Regions from separate parts of the Rattus norvegicus genome. Here region 2 is linked to region 1. The links are chromatin contacts, called in public Hi-C maps. All regions are on one chromosome and are shown on one strand. The core of a region is the stretch at or near the end of the contact, and the rest is flanking DNA. Distances in the headings are between cores, read along the strand shown. Region 1 has its middle 43 kb from the start of Nos1. Region 2 overlaps Ksr2 (kinase suppressor of ras 2).

Region 1 (3,889 bases), core at 1,189-3,688:
CCAATGCTCTTTGTATCAGAGTGGCAGGCTCAAATGACCACAGGAGCCAAGGCATTAGTCAGGGAAGCAGGTCACATGGGGATCTCAGAAAATCGTGGACATGCAGGCTAGCGGACTCTGCGTCAGCCAAAGTGATTACTAGGATGGATAGTTCAGGAGGGCTAGGATTCTTCATTCCTTGGAGGAATCCCGAACTCAGATTTATTTGTTAATTGTGTGTGTGCGTGCGCGCGCGCTCGCTCGCTCGCTCACTGCATGTTTGTGCACCATGTACATGCAGTACCCCTGGAGACCAGAAGAGGGCGTTGGATCCCCTGGAAATGGAATCACAGAGAGTTCTAAGCTGCCACGTGGGTGGTGGGAATTGAACCCCAGTCCTCTGGAAGAGCATCCAGTGCTCTTAACCGCTGAGCCATCTCTATAGCCCTCAGATTAAAAAAAAAATCAGTAAAATCGTTGCTAATTGATGGCTTGATTGAGTGCACATGCCACGGGGCGCAGGTGGATGCCAGAGGCTGTTGTGCGGAGATGGCTCCCCGCTTCCTCCTCCAGGGTCTTGGGAATGGAGCTTAGTTCTTTAGACATAGAGGCAAGTGCCTCTTAGCTCACTGAGACATCTCACCAGGCCCCAATTCAGACTGGATATAAAATCGGTGTGCGGCAACTATTTACATGTGAATGGGGTCTGAATAAGCAAACTTTGCGGTTCTTCTGATGCCTGAGATTGAAGCTCTCAGCACCTGTGGAGCGCACAGGTGCCTGTAGGCGTGGCCAAAGGGAAGGAAGGAGGAGGGGAAGGAGGGCGGGCAGGGGGGCAAGGGGTTCAGAAGGAAGTTAAGTCTCTTTTTCTCTTTCTCTCTTTCTCTTTCTCTTTCTCTCTCTCTTTCTCTCTTTCTCTTTCTCCTTCTCTTCTCTTCTTTGACAAGGGTTCACTCTGTAGCCCTGGCTGCAATGCTAAAACTCGCATTGTAGACTAGTCTGGACTTGAACTCAGAAATCTGTCTGCCTCTGTCTTCCAAGTGCTGGGATTAAAGGCGTGGGCCACCCCTAACCAACTTTGCTTTTAAGTTTTTCATCTAGAGAAGAAAAGATAAATTGTGGCCGCGAAAGTGCTAGAGTTTTGGGAGGAAGCAAGGTCTGCCTCTAAATAAAGTCATAGATAAGCAGAAATGGGCAGATGAAGGCGGGACATCCACGGAACTCAGGGAGAATACTCCCCTTGCTACAGTGGCAGGCTCCTGATGAAGGCCTGGACCATCCGATTACAGCCTCTCTTCTGGCAAAATGCTTGGTTTGAAATGTGAGCATGTGACTCAAGCAGAGCCAATCAGAGCCCTTTGCTGGGAATAAACTACTGTTGCTGGGTGAAGGAAGCCATCTTTAAACTAAGGCTAAGCATGCTTTGGTTATCTCAGAGTGGCTTTATTATGGCCATTAGGAAGTGGCGGGAAGTATAACTGAGATCCTCAGCATGGAGAAATCAGGAGAACAGAGGAGAGCAGGCCAGTGTGATGCATTCCTTTTTTCTATCAGGACTTGGGTTTCTGTCATAACCAAAAGAAGCCTGTTACCGACTTTTCTAGACTGGGTCACACCTATTGCCCTCAACAAGCCTACATTGGTCTCATGTACCCTAAGTGAGGAACGCAAGACTCAGAGAGACTGAGAGTTACCACACAGCAGCCAACATGATTGAGGATGCAGGGTCTGTGTTGTCCGCACTCCCTCTTAGAGGGCAGGGACATCTTAATTAAGGCATCTAGAACTCCTGGCTTCGGGCTTGAGAGGGCACCTAAGGCTCGGAAAGCTCTGGAAGGCACAGGGGACATGTGATCGGAAGGCTTCTGGCGAGTCCGTTTCTCATCAGCTGGGCAAAGCCAGTTCGTTTTAGCAGCCTAGGAGTGCGGCCTGGAGGAGGTTTTGGAGAAAGTTCGAAGGACCGAGAGGTGGCAAAGCACATGGAGGGGTTTAGAAATAGGAGCCTCAGGCTATCAAGCTGCCAATGTTGCCTTCCCTCTCCCTCCCCTTCCTTCCTTTTCTCCCCCTATTTCCTCTCCCCCCCCCTTTTACCCCACGTTCCTCCATCTTCCCATCATTCCTTGCACCTCTCTGTGCCCTGTGATAAATACTGGAGTCGTCTTAGGAATCGAGGTAACACAGCTCCCCAACTCCACCCCCCACTTATCCAGCCCTTTCTGCGTACCACAGTCAGGTCACTTCCTTTGAGCCCAAGCGGCTACCCAATGCTCTCAAGGGAGAGTTTGCCAGCTCAGCCATGTCTGCCACCTCCGGGCCTTTAAAATAAAAGCTCCTCTTGATGCACTGAATGAACACATTCCCACCTGATATTCATCTGCTAAACCTTATAAACCCTCAGGCACCAGAGGACCAGGTCCCTCCCCACCCCCCTTCTCAGACAGGGTGATGTAGTCCTGCTCCACAGCCAGAGTCCAAAGCTCACCCTTAGGTCAGCAAGTTCATATTGCTCTTAACTTGCTGGTGGCCAGTTGGTTTGCCTTTCTTTGTTGGGCTTATGAAGGACCGCTCCTTATCTATATACTTACAGAGTCTCAGTACCAGGGGTTGGGCAGAGTGGTGTAGGGGTGGGGAGGGTTGGTCTGGGGTAAGGATAGGCAGTAGGAACTCCCAATGTTCTATGGTGCAGTAGGCTACAGGGACCATAAGGATGAGTGCGAATGTCTAAGTAGCTGGATAGGTCTCGCTGCATAGCCCAGGCTGGCCTCGAACTCCTGATCTTTCTGCTGCAGCCTCCCGAATTCTGGGATCACAGAGACGCTGAATGACCCCACAGATGTTTCAAGCAGATTCACTAATGACCCTGATGTGACGGTTATGGAGAGTGAATGGATCAGAGTGGCATACTTTGTAAAGTGACTATTGAGTGTCACCGACCGGAAGGCGGGCAGGGAACTGGAGATGGGAGGGTCATGTGCAATGGAAGCTGCGGCTGTTTTCACTTCTGCAGCTCTGGCACCTACTGGCACGACCCAGGGGATGACAGGGGTCCTGGATCCCCACCATGGTGGGGACTGAAGGTTCAGGAGGAGCCCCTGTTGGCCAGAGCCCAGTTTCCTACAGTCTGAAATGTCACAATAGAAACACCATTGGCCAAAGCATCACTGCTGAATGAAGGATCTCAGACCAAGACCTCCCTGAGATTGTGTGTGTGTGTATGTGTGTGTGTGTGTGTGTGTGTGTGTGTGTGTGAATGTGGATGTGCATTAGCATTGTGTGTCTGTGTATACTTGTGTGTGTATGTGTGTGCTTACAACATGTAGCTATATGTACATGTATATGCATGTGGCTGTGTGCACATATATATGTGGCTGTATGTATATATGTGTGCATGTGACTGTGTGTGCACATATGTGTGGCTATATGTATATATGTGTGCATGTGACTATGTGTGCACACATGTAGATGTGTGTATACACATGCTCACATAGCTGTGTGCGCGCACACATGTGCTATATGAATGTCTGTGCATGTGGCTGTGTGCATGTGACTGTGTGTGCATGTGGCTGTGTATGCCCACATGTGGCTGTATATATACATGTGTGTGTGTGTGTGTGTGTGTGTACACACACATGTGGTTATGTGTATGTGACTAAGTGCACTCCTTTCTGAATGAAATTACAAGGGTCTCCAAGTCATGTTTGCCAAAGGTAATGTTCCTGGTGGGTCTGGGGTAAGGGACTACTGGTAGGAGGTTGTGTGACACTGTGGCTGGCTGGTGTTCTCTCTCTCTCTCTCTCTCTCTCTCTCTCTCTCTCTCTCTCATTTTTTGCTGACTACCCAGTGAGTCCCAGGGATCTGCTTCTTCAGCACTGAGATTACAAGTGTGCATACCATAGCTGACTCCCTGGGA
Region 2 (4,178 bases), core at 285-2,784, 110 kb after region 1:
CCTGGCTGCCACCGCTGAGAGACCAGCGTTGCAGCAAAGGCTCGTGACCCTGTGCACACCCTCTGTGTTAGACTGAAAACCATCTGAAACGAGGAAACGAAATAGAACTTTCCTCCCTCACATGTTTAATAAGGAAACAAAAATAGCCAAAGCTACTGCAAACACTTAGCTGCAGAAACTGCCGTTTTGCATGGAATGTCTTGTCCTTCCTTCCTTCCTTCCTTCCTTCCTTCCTTCCTTCCTTCCTTCCTTCCTTTCTCCTTTCTTTATTCTTTCATTCCTACCTTCCTTCCCTCCCTCCCTTTCTTCCTTCTTTTCTTCCTTTCTTTCTCATGAAACTGGGAATTGAACCTTGTGGATGTTACTTTCTTCGCCCTAGGTCTTTCCTTTCCCTATTTTGTATTTTTGAGACAAGGTTCCACTACGTTATCTAGGTTGGCCTTGATCTTGCTCTGAGGCCAAGCAGTCTTAGAACTTACAGTCCTCCTGTCTCCTCAGCCTCCTGCACAGCAGTGTGTGTGTGTGTGTGTGTGTGTGTGTGTGTGTGTGTGTGTGTGAGCTCAGAGGACAGCTTTCAGGAGTCAGTTTTTTCTACCATGTGGGTTACGGGGGACGGAACTCAACTTGTCAAGCTTGGTGGCAGGCACCTTTACATTGAGCCTTCCCATTGGCCCAGAGATGTCTAATTTTTATCCGTATCTTCCAAGAGATGTAAACACCACACAATTTTATAAATGAAGGAGCTGCGACACGTGGGAAGGGAGAGAAGATATCCGCAAAAGATCAAAGAAAAGTTTACAGAGTGCACTGTTGGGTAGAAATCACAGGTGTCAACTAGGACTATTGTCAGCAGAACTCTCTAGAAAGGCAGAGAGGTGGCAGTGTTCATATTGCGACAGTCAGGCAAGCATGAAGAACTAAACAGGAACCGTGGGTGGGGCTAACCTTCCAAGGCTCACCCCAATGACCTCCTGGCTATTCATTAGACCCATTAGGTCATTCATTTCTCCTGGGAGGAACACTGCCATTTCTGAGCCTCTCTTGCCAATGGATGTGATATGCCCAAGGGCTTCCGTGTAAGCCAATGGTGTATGCACAGAAAGACATAAGGTGCCTGTAGGCACATGACAGCCCCTCAGTGTGAACCTTTATGCCTTTTCTCTTCCCTCAACTAGATGAAGGGACCTCTGATTCTAGTGTGTGGAAGGGTGTAGAGCATCTCGCCACAAACGGGGAAAAAGAAAGCCATCTGGATCATTTTATCTCTTTTTCTGTTTTGTTGGATTTTTTTAAAATGTTTTGCACATGTTTGAAATCAACTTCAGAAGTCATCCCTGCCCACCATCCAGCTCCTTTGAGATAGAGTCTCTCACCAACCTGGAGCCCCCCGCCCTCCACGCTAGGATCACCTGCACGTGTTGCAACTGTCCATGGATTCTGCAACTCCAACTTGGGTGTTCACACTACCTAGTGAGCCTTCCTCCCTTCCCTACCTCTCTGAGCATATCCTGGGCTGAGGCTTACTTGGCAAAGAGCCCCCACGTCAAACATGTGGCTTTCTCTGGCTGGCTGGGTCATGTGAAGAGCTATTCTTTATCTGGTTTGTATTTTTAACAACCGCCGAGTTATCTCCTGGGCAATAAGACAAAATATTTCTGAAGTGATGACAGATGTCACACACATGAATCCAGCATCTTGGAGACGCGAGGGAGCGGTGACCAGAAAGAAGCAATGTTCCTCAGCCAGGCAGAGGCCTCAGCTGGTCACCGGACTGTTTAGAGCTGGGCTTAAGCGAACTGCACGCGAGAGGATGCTAATCTAACGGCGCTGATGATGATGGGCATTTATAGCGCCTTCCTCCACAAAAGTCCTGTGTGGAGGCACATAATTAAAGGCAGCCGCTGACAAAATATCCTTTTCAGCTGAGATTCATGAAAGGAAAGCAATTCAGCGTTTCTAAACACTAAAGGAGTGCAAACCCACTGGATGGTGTTTGTGTGTGTGTGAGTGTGTGTGTGTGTGTGTTTGTTTGTGTTTGTGTGTGTATGTGTATGTGTGTATGTGTGTGTATGTGTATGTGTGTGTATGTGTGTATGTGTATGTGTGTTTGTGTGTGTTTGTGTGTGTATGTGTACGCATGTATGTGTGTGTTTGTGTGTGTGTGTTTGTGCGTGTGTATGTGTGTGTGGGTTTGTGTGTGTACGTGTGTGTGTTTGTGTGGGTGTTTGTGTGTGTATGTGTGTGTGTATATGTGTGTATGTGTGTGTATGTGTGTGTGTGTTTGTGTATGTATATGTGTGGGTTTTGTGTGTGTGTTTGTGTGTGTGTATGTGTGGGTGTTTGTGTGTGTTTGTGTGTGTATGTGTATGTGTGTGTGTATGTGTATGTGTGTGTGTATGTGTTTGTGTATGTGTATGTGTAGGTGTTTGTGTGTGTGTGTTTGTGTGTATGTGTATGTGTGTGTTTGTGTGTGTTTGTGTGTGTATGTGTGTGTGTGTGTTTGTGTGTGTATGTGTGTGTGTGTTTGTGTATGTATATGTGTGGGTGTTTGTGTGTGTGTGTGTTTGTGTGTGTGTATGTGTGGGTGTGTGTGTTTGTGTGTGTATGTGTATGTGTGTTTGTGTTTGTGTGTGTATGTGTGTTTGTGTGTGTGTTTGTGTGTGTATGTGTGTGTGTTTGTGTGTATGTGTATGTGTGTGTTTGTGTGTGTGTGCACTTGTGTGTGTGTGTGTGTGTGTGTGTGTGTGGTGTGGGGTATAAAATCTTCATGGCTCAGCCCCCTGCCAATTCTTGCATGTTAAATTTAGGACACTCAAAACTGCTCTGAAGAAAGGAAACAAACTCAAAAGACAGCAGCCTCCCCCCTCCCCCCAGTTACAGGAAAATAAAAGCAAGCTAAAAATCTCATCCAAGCACCAAGTGAACCATCTCCAGGAGAGGCCGCGAGGGGCTCTGGGCGTGTTTGCCTGTCTGTTGGATCCGACAGTGTGGTGTGATTGGATTTGAAAGCCTGAGAAACAGAGATTTGGAGTTGGACATAAATAATCTGTGGACGAGCCCCTGTTGGTTACTGGATTTAAATGTTGTGAATGAGACCCCTGCGCATTCACTGCTTCCTGGTCCCAGGTCATCCTCACAGGACTGAGAAGCCTCCTCAGGACCCTGGAACCCAGGGAGGGGATGAATGGCATGGACCAAATGAGAAGTTTTTTTAAAAACTCCTCCCGAGGGGACCAGTGCTTACACAGCACCCCTATACCTTGCTCCCTCTTAACCGCCCTCCCTGGAATCGTGTCCTGATAACCTAAATGCAAAGGAACTGTGGGTCATTTTCTGGGGTGCCCGCATAGGTGGAAGATATCAAGTCAGCATCCAAGATGGTACCCTAGCCGCTCTTCTCTGACCACCACTGCTCTGCAATGGGGATTTGAACTGAGTCAACCCGCTGAGGGCAAGAAGAGCCACTGGCCTATAGGAAATCCCCAGAGCAGTGAACACAGCCACTAAAAAAGCCGTGCTATGGTTTCTCACACTCCACGCTCCCGTTCAGAGCCTTTGCGGCCCTGCAGTCACCCGACATCTTGTGTCCTTTTTCCTGGTCCTCTCTCCCTCCTCCATTGCTCCCCACTGGTCTTCCAGCATCAGGGCCTTCGTACCTGATGGACACCCCCCCTGGGCTACACCCCTCTGACTTTCTGATGATGACTGTCTCCTCTTCAGCCAATCTTAACTCAGTGTTACTTTTTATAGGAATGACCCCCAGAGTGATCTAGGCCCTAATTCCTGGAGATGTCCACCAATTGCTACCTTGGATGTCAAAGAGGGACTTTACAGATGTGCAGGTGGTTCCAGATGATCTGGGTGGGCACTGAATGTAACTAACTGCCCCTTTACATGGGAAGCCGAAGCAGGTCTGACCAAAGCAGTTGACATAACCATGGAAACAACGCGCCCTGTTGCTACTGGCCTTGAGATGGTGGAAGAAGACAGACAGAAACCATGGTGGAAAAGGCAGTAAGCTGGATCCCCTCTTCTAAACCACGCTTCCACCACAGACCATGCCTTCACCTCGGACCATTCCTCCACCTCAGACCACGCTTCTGCCCCACAACACCTCCAGACCACGTCTCCACCTCAGATCACGCCTCTACCCTACCACGCCTCAGACCACGCCTCCA

The links. A called contact is a pair of places that touch in the nucleus more often than the background predicts.
Region 2: a Hi-C map of liver shows a contact between it and region 1, with 1.8 times the contacts expected there. The contact joins two enhancer-like sites. A contact is called at or near these places in 2 of 12 Hi-C or Micro-C datasets (both in liver).

What each region holds. Positions count from the first base shown.
Region 1 is chr12:44,413,148-44,417,036 of GRCr8, forward strand. It overlaps a transcript of Nos1 not described here. Among named protein-coding and RNA genes, the nearest start is that of Nos1, 43 kb to the left of the region's middle. Within about 2 kb of position 2,439, at least 2 of the 93 cell types and tissues checked have an H3K27ac peak or open chromatin away from gene starts, as enhancers often do. A contact at or near this core is called in liver, where this site is marked.
Region 2 is chr12:44,525,252-44,529,429 of GRCr8, forward strand. The region is part of intron 14 of Ksr2 (kinase suppressor of ras 2); the gene reads right to left. Among named protein-coding and RNA genes, the nearest start is that of Nos1, 160 kb to the left of the region's middle. Within about 2 kb of position 1,535, at least 4 of the 93 cell types and tissues checked have an H3K27ac peak or open chromatin away from gene starts, as enhancers often do. A contact at or near this core is called in liver, where this site is marked.